3 separate regions of the Mus musculus genome follow, and regions 1 and 3 are each linked to region 2. The links are chromatin contacts, called in public Micro-C and promoter capture Hi-C maps. All regions are on one chromosome and are shown on one strand. The core of a region is the stretch at or near the end of the contact, and the rest is flanking DNA. Distances in the headings are between cores, read along the strand shown. Region 1 holds the start of Btnl9 (butyrophilin-like 9). Region 2 holds the start of Flt4 (FMS-like tyrosine kinase 4). Region 3 holds the start of Rasgef1c (RasGEF domain family, member 1C).

Region 1 (3,050 bases), core at 246-2,745, 420 kb before region 2:
ACACACCATGTAAATTCCCACAAGCAATAAACATAAATTAAATACTTACTTATTGAACACTCACATATTCCGTCAGTATTACTACTACTTTTACCAAAAAGCCCAAATTATAGGTAGGTAAGCTGAGGCATGTGGGACACCTTCACACACAGCTAGAGGTGGCAGAGGGAGATTTCTTCCTCAGCTGTTGTTTACAGCATCTGTTTTTCTCTCCCAGCCTCTCCCCAGCTGTGCTGTGTCAGGTCTGGCTTCTGATTTCATTTGCATCAATAACTACAAACCATCATGCTGTTATGAGGCACCCAGCCTCAAGCAGTGCCATACCCACCCGCACTAAAGAAGAAACTAGGTCACAAATGATGAATTTAAATTTTACTGCCAAAGAAAAAGAATGAAAGCTTAAACCAAAGTGTCCCCAAGACTTTGTCATCAGCCTTTTAGACAGGAGTCATGGGACTTCAGTATCTGTTCAATATTCAGGGGTATCTGCTGGATAGCCTGTAATTGGAAGCCTGGAAATTTCCTGAAGGGACAAGAAGAGAGTTTCCTAAAGTGACTTTGTGTGCCATTCACCACACTACTCCCCACCTCAAGGCTCCTCTCCACCTTCCCTTCAGTTAAAGGCTTTGATCCTTCCCACAGCTTCCCCCAAGGAGAAACACTTTCTAGTTTTCACCACGTGTGCCAAGGTTGCCACGGGCTCCAGAGTCTGATCCAGGTGGAGAAGTTTGGCTGGAGAAAGGAGAAAGCTAGACACGCTGAATTGGGGTGTGGTGGTGGTGGAAGATGGAGACCTCGGTGAAGAGGCCTCAGACCTAGCTAAGTTGTCCCGGTGATCCCTTGGGATGCTACTTTCTGAAGCTATGAAGGACACAGAGCTCGTGCACACTGTAGTACTGAAGCCCACCTCTCACGTCTGCTGTTCTGCACTGTTGTTTTGCAAACCACAATCGGTACATTTCATCTTGCAGTTTATCCCCATAAGTTCCAAAGGGCAAATGAGACCTGCGCACTTCCTAATCCTTTCCCACTCCAGTGCCCTCTACTGCCCACTAGCTTGCATCAGTGTGATTTTACTTGGTCTATAAGAGGATTTCCATCCTCATAAAGAGCTGAGTCACTTTAAGAAGGGAGGACCAAAAGAATGAACCCTTTTCATCTGCAGGGGAAAAGGATGCATCGGAACTTTGCCTCCTCAGAGGAGCCAGCCTGAATGGGCATCTCCCCTAAGACAACCAAAACATCCCACGCACCCCAGCAACCAAACCACCAGAACTGGGTGATGAGAGCATATGTGATTCCACCTATGCTGTGCTTCCCCTAGGGTGCTTTCTATCTTTTTCTGCTTTCTGTTTCTAGAAGGTTCATACAAGTGTTGCAAAGGAGCCACGTACCTTTCAGGTAACAGAAGAAGATCCAAGCGGTAGAGGGATGCTGGCAATCTCACCTCCCTCTAAAGGGGGTGATTGTGAAATGTTAGTCCCTGATGCTAAGCTGCTTTGGATGTGGGCTGGCAGCTGGGTTCAGGAAGAGGATGCAGCTCACTGGTGACAAAATTACTCGCCCACCTTTCACCTTAGGACATAAACTATTGGTTCTGCCCTTTGTTATAAAAACCAAGATAGATAGAACAAAACGAGGAAGTCTCCGTCATATCCCGTCCTCGTGGAAAAAAATCTCAAGCTAAGTTCCCATAGAAAATGACCCTCCAGTGTCTTAAAAAGAGGCCAAAGGTGCCTGGGAACTTCGTTAGAACAGGCTGCATCTGCAGGTGGCTAAGAAGAGAAAAAGAATGCCCAAGCTGGCCATCCAGGATTTCTGGATAGATCAAGCTGGATATCCAGGGAGGCTGGATGGTGGTCCAAGGCCAGCCCCTCTAGCTTCCCAGTAACACTGAGACAGACTGCAGTCTCCATTAGAAGTTGGGAAGTGCTTGTGCCCAGCTCTGACTTAACCCATCATATCCCTCTCTGCAGGGAAACACCCGGCGGAAACCTCCTGGGAACACTGTCACAAGCAGACTTAGAACAGCGTTCATATACAGCGCGGAAACAGTGGGGTATAAGCATTTCTGCAGTGAAGCTGCACTCTACATGAAGCTGAATGCGAACAGAAGAGAGGCTGCTAGAGGTGGCGAATCTACCCTTCTCTTGAGTTTGTTCTATAAAGTGTGTCCTTCCTCTTCAAGACTCTCCAGTCACTTAACCTTCACCCCTTGCTCTTGCTTTCCCACAGTCCTCTCTCTGCATTCTCCATGTGGAGATCCTCCTAATCTCTCCACGGAGCCGGAAGGCAAAGCTGTGTCACACGCTCCGCCCATGCGCATGGCATTCTATAGGTCTCTTTCCTACCAATCGGCACTCTTTCCAAGATCCTACTCAAAATTCCTGCCTCTGATGGGTGGACTTGACCTCTTCCCATGTGCACACTTCTTTCTTCCCAGTCTTCGTGCAGGGGGTCTCTGAGACCGCCATAGCCTGCAGAGTATGGTCCATAGGAGCCGAGAAGGTAGTTTGGTTCAACACAATTAAGCAGCCGATATTGGTTCAAACTTTGGGCGTTTTACCCCCAAGTGGTTTATTTTAGGCATATGAATGCCCTACACATAAATAAATGTGCCTGCAATGGAAATCTGTGTAAAGTGCATATGATGCCTTCCAAAAAGAAAATAGGCTCTATGGATTGAGAAAAACAAGCTTATGATAAGGGTCTGGGGGAGGGTCCTGTGGGGTCTCAGACTCACAGACAGTACAAAGGTCATTAGGCTATTGACCGTGTCTGCTGCCAGCCTTCTGGGCAGCTAACGGGTTATGACTTCCTTCTTTCGAAGGATCAATCCTGTGTTTAGCACTCCAGACTCCCCAGGTGCTTATCTGTGAGCACAAGGACCTCTGGGCCGCCTATATCTCCCTCGTTTTTACTTTTTAAAGAAAAATTATGGTTGTAATAGAGTCCAAGGTTGAATGCATTACCTTCATGGCTGGTATAACTAACTAACACAGGCAAGGATAAAATAATTATAATAATAGCTAACAGAGAATCAAGGAAAG
Region 2 (3,206 bases), core at 505-3,004:
ATGGAGGTAACTCTAGCTGAAATCTCTACCAGAGGGGGCTATAGAGATTGAGGTGGCCACCTCCTATAGCCAGACAGGACTTCTAGAGGAGGGAGACAGACATCAATTCACCCACAAAACCTTCAATCCCAAATTTGTCCTGTCTACAAGATGTACAGAAATAAAAATGGAACAGAGACTGGGGGAGCAGCCAACCAATGACTACCCTAACTTGAGACCCATCCCATGTGAGAGAGCCAACCACTGACACTATTAATGATACTGTTACTCTTGCAAACAGGAACCTAACATAACTGTCTCCTGAGAGGCTTCATCAAGCATCGGCGGAGTCAGATGCAGACACCTACAACCAAACATCAGGTGTAGCCTGGGGAGTCTTATGGAAGAGTCTGAAGATAGAAATGAGCAAGTCAGAGGGGTCAAGGACGCCACAAGAAGACCCATAGAGTCAAGGAACATGGAAGCGCATAGAGCCTGGGCCACCAACTAGGGAGCATGTAGGAGCTCCCCCTACACATCTGTAGCAAATGTGCGGCTTGGTCTTCATGTGGGTCCCCTAACAAGTAGAACAGGGTCTGTCTCAAGTCTCTGTTTCCTGCCGTTGGATTCCCCTTCACCCTACCTGGACTGCCTGGTTGGGCCTCAGTGGAAGAGAATGTGCCTAGTCCTGCTGGAACTAGATGTTCCAGGGTGGGTGGTAGCCAAGATGGGGGGCGGGGTGGAATCCCCCTTCTCTGAGAAGAAGGGGAGAAGACAATGGGAGGAGGGATTTGGAAGATGGGACTGGGAAGAGGGGAGGGGGACTGTTATAGGGATGCAAAGTGAATTAAAGATAAATATAAATAAATAGATAAATAAATAAGTAAATAAATATTCTTAGCCTCAGTGGCAGTTAGGGAAAAGCCAATTAACAACACCATAATGTGATTTCAGTACAAGCTAAAATGAAAAACTAGTTAGCGCTGTCTACAGATGTTAAAGACACGCATACCTAGGAGTTTCATTCCTGTTCTGTGGTTGAGAGAGTTGGCGACTATTTAAAAGGTCATCATCAACAACAGTCTGGCCTTGACTTTTGGCAAGGATGAGTCCGGGCTGGTAGGTGGGGATCGTGGGAACAGTGGGAACGCAGTACATAAGAGCAGAAAAAGGTTGAAATCGTCATTGTCATTTGGGATATATTTTGAAATAGGAAAATTCTAGCAAAGGAACCACAAAGAAAAAGGAAGTCTGTGCGAGAGCGTTTGCCAAAACAGAAAGTGAAGTGTCACCTGATAAAAAAGACTTAGAATGAGCTCAGAGCAAAAGTATTTGGTGGGGAAGCTAAAGCGAAAGCCTGTCTTTCACACTATAGAGAGATCTGGCTTCTGCAGGGCGCTTGCTAAGATTTAATGTACAGCCGTTTTAACGTTATATTCGTTGCCGCTCTGCTTATGGATGGAAGGGAAATGCAGAAAACGATACTATGCGGTTTTGTTCATTCTCCGGCGCCACAACGCGCACGGGGGACAGTGCAGTCACCTGCACTCCTCGCCCACCCGCAGTGGCCCTGGAGTTTGTGCTTGTTGATGGCTGCTTTGGAACTGGGAGCCTTTAACGTACGCAAAGTGGGCGCTCTCCCTACCCAGGCTGGATTCTCCTGGGGCAAGCTGGAAGGGACAGAGAGGGGCGAGGGGCGGGCTGAGGCTACGGTGACCCTCCTCCCCCGGAGCTCCGCCCCGGGCCGCCTCGGCTCCGCCCCCGGGCCGCTGACCGGTCCGCGCCCCGCCGGCGCCTCGGCGCGCGCTCTCACTCCCAGCCTAGAGCTGCGGCCGCGCAGGTCCCACCCGCGCCCAGGGGCCGGAGATGCAGCCGGGCGCTGCGCTGAACCTGCGCCTGTGGCTCTGCCTCGGACTCCTCCAAGGTGAGCGCCCGGGCCACAGCCCAACCTCCGCTCCCGCTTAACCACCCGGAGCCCGCTGCGCACCAGGGGCCTGTGGTGAGACCGCACCGACGGGGCGGGCGGAGGGACGGGGCAGTTTGGGAACCTAGGTATGAGGACGCCCGCTGGAACCAGGGAAGTCATGGGAGCCGGGGGCTAGGGACCGGGACCGCGGGGAGCAGGAAAGAATGGGTGAGGACTGCAGCCGGGTCACGAACAGGGTGGCGGAGCTATGACCAGGTCCCAGTCTTAAGTCTACGGTCCGGTCCGTAGTGAAATGCATCCTTACCCTGGATCCTTCGGGTTCTTACTCAGTCCCCAGGAAGTCCAGGGCTCACTGCCTCTGGGTCCCGATCCTCCAGCGTGAATCATTTCCCCATTGATCCACACCCGACCCCGCACTTGGGTGCGCACTTCCCGACGCCTTGCGTCTGCACTGAAGATCGGTAACCCGAGGTCCCCCAGAGGGCGCTCCGGACGGGCGTCTACCTTCTCCTGGGCTAGGACTGAGGACTTGGGACACTCCACCCCGCACCCCACTGTAGGAACCTTGCAAATGATCCTAGATTCAAGTTGAAACCTAAGCCGAATCTTGAGTCCCTAGTTCCAGACCGATCCACGTCGAGGTGAAGGGCCAGGGCGTCCAGGGATTTGAGGGGATCTCTGGATTAGAAAGGATAGAAGATTTGAATCATAAAGCAGAGGCTGCAAGGAGAGCCTTGGGAACAGGGAACGGAAGGTTCAAGTTTGTGTTGAGAGCTTGGCTCTGCGGTGCTGAAGAGTCTCTGGAAGCAGAGGAGCTGTGTGGAGGGGCCAGGAAGGAAGCACTGGGGATTAGGCGGGGGATGAGCCCGGCATCCGCTCAGGAGCCGCTGTCCCTGGAAACCCAAGGTGACTGGGTCATCACAGAGCCCCTGATGCTTGACGGAGACGTGCAGAAAGACCTCGGAGAGAGAAACCTGTATGTCTGTATGCCGTAGAAATTGACTTTGAATGTTTCATCTTTTATTCCCACAAGAGTATGAACCCTTTTTTACATAAGTGGGGAACGTGTAACCTCCCAATTCCTCAGGAGCCGGCAGGAAGGGAACTAATTAATGCAAGTTTTGATATTGGAGCCTCGCTCTCAGCTCGCACCCTGTAGCACCCTGTACGGTCAGACAGCGAAGCTGAGCGAGATGTGATTGAATCTGTGTAGACACTGAAGGATGACTGGCCCTTTGGCTGTTTCTTGCTCCACTGCCCCAACCCTGGATAACGCTTCTCGCCAGTGTTCAGGATATGT
Region 3 (3,213 bases), core at 41-2,540, 290 kb after region 2:
CTGGGAAATTTCCCCCTCACCCCTCACCAACCCAGAATCTCCCACTCCTCTCAAGTTCTCCTGTCCTGTATCACTAAGCCCTGTGGCTTTTCCTTTCTTGTATCTGCACCATTCACTGACCCTGTCTAGGGTCTGTGCTTCTCAGCTCTCCTCTGCCTGCCCCCTCTACACTGGTTCATGCTGCTTGCTTCTCCCTCTTATGCCCTCTCAGTGACAACCTTGTGGGATGAACTTTTGTGGTCCAGACCACTGTGAATGGGAGATGCAATCCAGAAAACCAAGGCAGGGGGCTTCTTAGGAGCCAAGGTAGTTGGGGATGTACCATCTCCTCTTGCTGGGAATGCTTTGGGCAGAACTGGGGCTAATTTGTCCCTAGGGCCACAATCAAGAACACGACCTACCTCTTCCTAGTATTCAGGAGGTTACTCCAGCCCTGCTCCCTTCCACCTTGGCTCCCAGCACTCTCCCCACTGGAGAGTCAAAGACTATGATTTAACTACCCTAGGAATCAACATTGCTTCTCCCCCCCCCATGTTTTAATAACCAATAAACTCCGCTTGAGTGAATTGAGTTGGGTTCCTGCCACAATTCATCAGGAGGTTCTGCCAAAGCAGAAGACAGATGTCCTGACCTCTGCAGTGAGACACGCCTGGATGGAGCCAGGGCAGAAGGTCACCAGGTCCTGTGTTGGCTCCTTCTTTTCACTTAAAATTATGACCGCCCTGCTTTATCTTTCTAGCATCGCAGTGCCTCCAGAGCCATGAAACGCAGCTATGTCCCTCACTATAGGGAGGAGGGTGTGTGCAGTCTTCGCCATTCTTTTGACACTTAGCCTGTGCCAATAGGACTCCAGGACACAGACCACCCAAAGTTCAGTGGCCGTTGTAGGAGAGGCCAGGACTCAGCCTTGAAGCAAGTGTGACCTGGGTTTCGGGATTCCAGAGGCTGGTCCAGAGAAGAGGTATGGCCTGATGGCAGTTTAAGTGCTGGGGGCTCGGGGACCAGGCTTGGGAGAGCACCACAGGAGCAGTTTTAGCACGCGGGACTTCCCTCAAGCGAGGGGAAACGAATCACATTGAGGGTCCCGAGCGCATTCCTGGACATTGGGTCTTGATCCCGGGAGCTGGGAGCAGAGGAGAGGCTTGGACAAGGCGACGGCATGCGGAGTGGACAGGGAGGGCAGCGGGCAGCGTTGCGTTGCGCTGCGCGGACTCGGGCGGCTCCACCCGCGCTTCCCTGTGCGGCCGCGAGGGGGCTCCGCGCTGCTCAGGCCGGGCCAGGCGCACGGGCGGGCTGCGTGCGGGATCGCGGCGGGCTGCGAGCGGGCGAGCAGGCAGCGCCCGGTCCACGGTGCAGCGGCTGCAGCGGGCGCGGCGGGCGCTGCCGATGGGCCGGGCCCGGGCTGCCGGAGCGCCGGGAGCCGGTGAGTAACGCGCGGTCAGGAGACACACCTGCGCTGCGGACAAGGGCGTGCGGGGCGCGGCGAGGTCCGCCCGTGGGGCGCGGCAGCGACGTGGGCGGGGACGGCGGATCGGGCCGCGGGCGGGCACGCGCGGGGCTGACCCGGGGCAAGGTGCGCGCGGGTGACAGTGCGCGTGGCCGGAGCCGCGGCGCGCGTGGCGGAGAGGTGGATGACACTGGGCCGAATGGCGCGGGAGCCCCAATCCGCCCATACACACACACCTCCCTAAGGCGCAGGGCGAGCGCAGGGTCCCGGAGTGGAGGTACCATGCAGTGGCTGGAGGCCAGGGGACTCAGCAAAGGGCACGCCCCCAGCCGCTGGAAGGAGACCACCTCCCTATACCAGCTAGTGGCAGAAAAAAGCCATCCTGGGCCCAGAGTCCCCTCCCACATGAGTCTCAGTTTCCCTGGCTCTGAAACGGGCACAGCGAAGTTGACCTGCGATCTGTATGGGAAGGGTGACACGAACCTTGGCCTTTTGGAAACCAGAGGACCAGTGTGCCCATGAGGATCTGTAGGGTCATGGCATCTGCTGGGACTCCATGTGTGTCCCTCAGGCAGTGGCAGGAAGCAGGCTCAAGGATGAAGACAGAGAAGCCCTGGAGAGAAGTGGGTGCTCTGAACGCCGCTGTCTGCCCAGCAGCTTAGATGGTAAGGTGGTGGGGTCCCTTGCACTCCAACTGACCCCCTCCTGTGGCTGTAGGGCAGGTAAGAGAGGCCAAGAAGGGTCCTGGGAAGACCCACCTGATGCGCAGGGCTGTTTCCACTTCACAGTCAAGTAAACAGACTCAGAGGGATGAGAGGACTTGCTCCCAAGAAGTGACAAAGGTGAGGTTCCAGCTCCTACCCCAGTACTTCAGCCACTTTGTCAGGTGCCGTAAGAATGCTGTGTTCACTGAAAACCTACTGTGTGCAGCCAGCTTCCTATCCTGAACACTGTTCCCACACTGGTGTGAGGGCAAGGGAAAATCTGAAGTCGTTTTAGAAGATCATCTCTATGAGGACAATAAAATGGGGTAATGGGCTGGAGAGACGCAGGTATTGGGACAGAGCCTGGGCCTGGCCAGAGAAGGTACCTGTCCCTGGCTAGAGACCTCTGTGCTGTAAGTCAAAGTTGGAGCCTGGAGCCGGTGGAAAAGGGTTGAACAGGTGCAACATACGGACGATGCGTGGTAAGGGCTTTGAACCGGATACGTCAGCAGAACTTAGGCTTGGATGTTCGTCTGGGCGCAGTAGTCCTCGGAGGTTTGGAGTTTGACTTGTAGAAGGAAAGGTTTAATGGCAGTTGAAGAGCTGTGCAGGAGGCAGAGATGAAGCAGGGTTAGAGTGGCCAGGCAAAGAGAACGCAGACAGGCCTAAGAGATCAGAGGTGTGGAGATATTTGAGAGGGCTGTGCCCATCCACCCCTGGCGGCATAGCCACGTAAAGGCCTTCATCCTGACAAAACCAGAGCCACAAAGAGGCTTATAGCAAGTTGAGGGGCTCAGGTGGAAAGGGAGCCTGGTTTTAATTCAAGTGCTTTCCCACTCTGGTCCAGCAGGGAGCGCGTGAGTGCGGGCTGGGTTGCAGAAGTCCAGTCTGGGTGCTTGGGCTAGGCTCAACTTGTGGAATCTTCTGACTTGTCATCAGGTGTCTCAGAGGGCTGGTCCACCACTCACATTTGTCCTTAACCAAACCTGGAATAGGCCGTTTTCCAAAGAGGCTTTTATTCCTTTAAATGGCAGTTGAGAAGCCTAGAAACCACCATCTAGG

Evidence for each region. Promoter capture Hi-C pulls out the DNA fragments that hold promoters and counts their contacts. Hi-C and Micro-C count contacts between places; a contact is called where the count stands out from the background.
Region 1: a contact with region 2 is called in a Micro-C map of embryonic stem cells, with 1.9 times the contacts expected there. The contact joins the promoter of Btnl9 here to the promoter of Flt4 in region 2. A contact is called at or near these places in 2 of 39 promoter capture datasets (embryonic stem cells and hippocampal neurons), 2 of 484 Hi-C or Micro-C datasets (embryonic stem cells and nephron progenitors) and 1 of 9 other capture datasets (embryonic stem cells).
Region 3: a contact with region 2 is called in a promoter capture Hi-C map of embryonic stem cells, with 6 read pairs. The contact joins the promoter of Rasgef1c here to the promoter of Flt4 in region 2. A contact is called at or near these places in 1 of 39 promoter capture datasets (embryonic stem cells), 1 of 115 datasets of contacts at active chromatin or transcription factors (embryonic stem cells) and 1 of 9 other capture datasets (embryonic stem cells).

Annotation. Positions count from the first base shown.
Region 1 is chr11:49,185,594-49,188,643 of GRCm38.p6, forward strand. It overlaps Btnl9 (butyrophilin-like 9), which reads right to left and starts at 1,496. Exons shown (of 10, transcript NM_172793.2): 1 at 1,395-1,496.
Region 2 is chr11:49,607,925-49,611,130 of GRCm38.p6, forward strand. It overlaps Flt4 (FMS-like tyrosine kinase 4), which reads left to right and starts at 1,755. Exons shown (of 30, transcript NM_008029.3): 1 at 1,755-1,903. The coding sequence starts at 1,846.
Region 3 is chr11:49,900,545-49,903,757 of GRCm38.p6, forward strand. Rasgef1c (RasGEF domain family, member 1C) reads left to right here and starts at 1,291. Exons shown (of 14, transcript NM_029004.1): 1 at 1,291-1,423.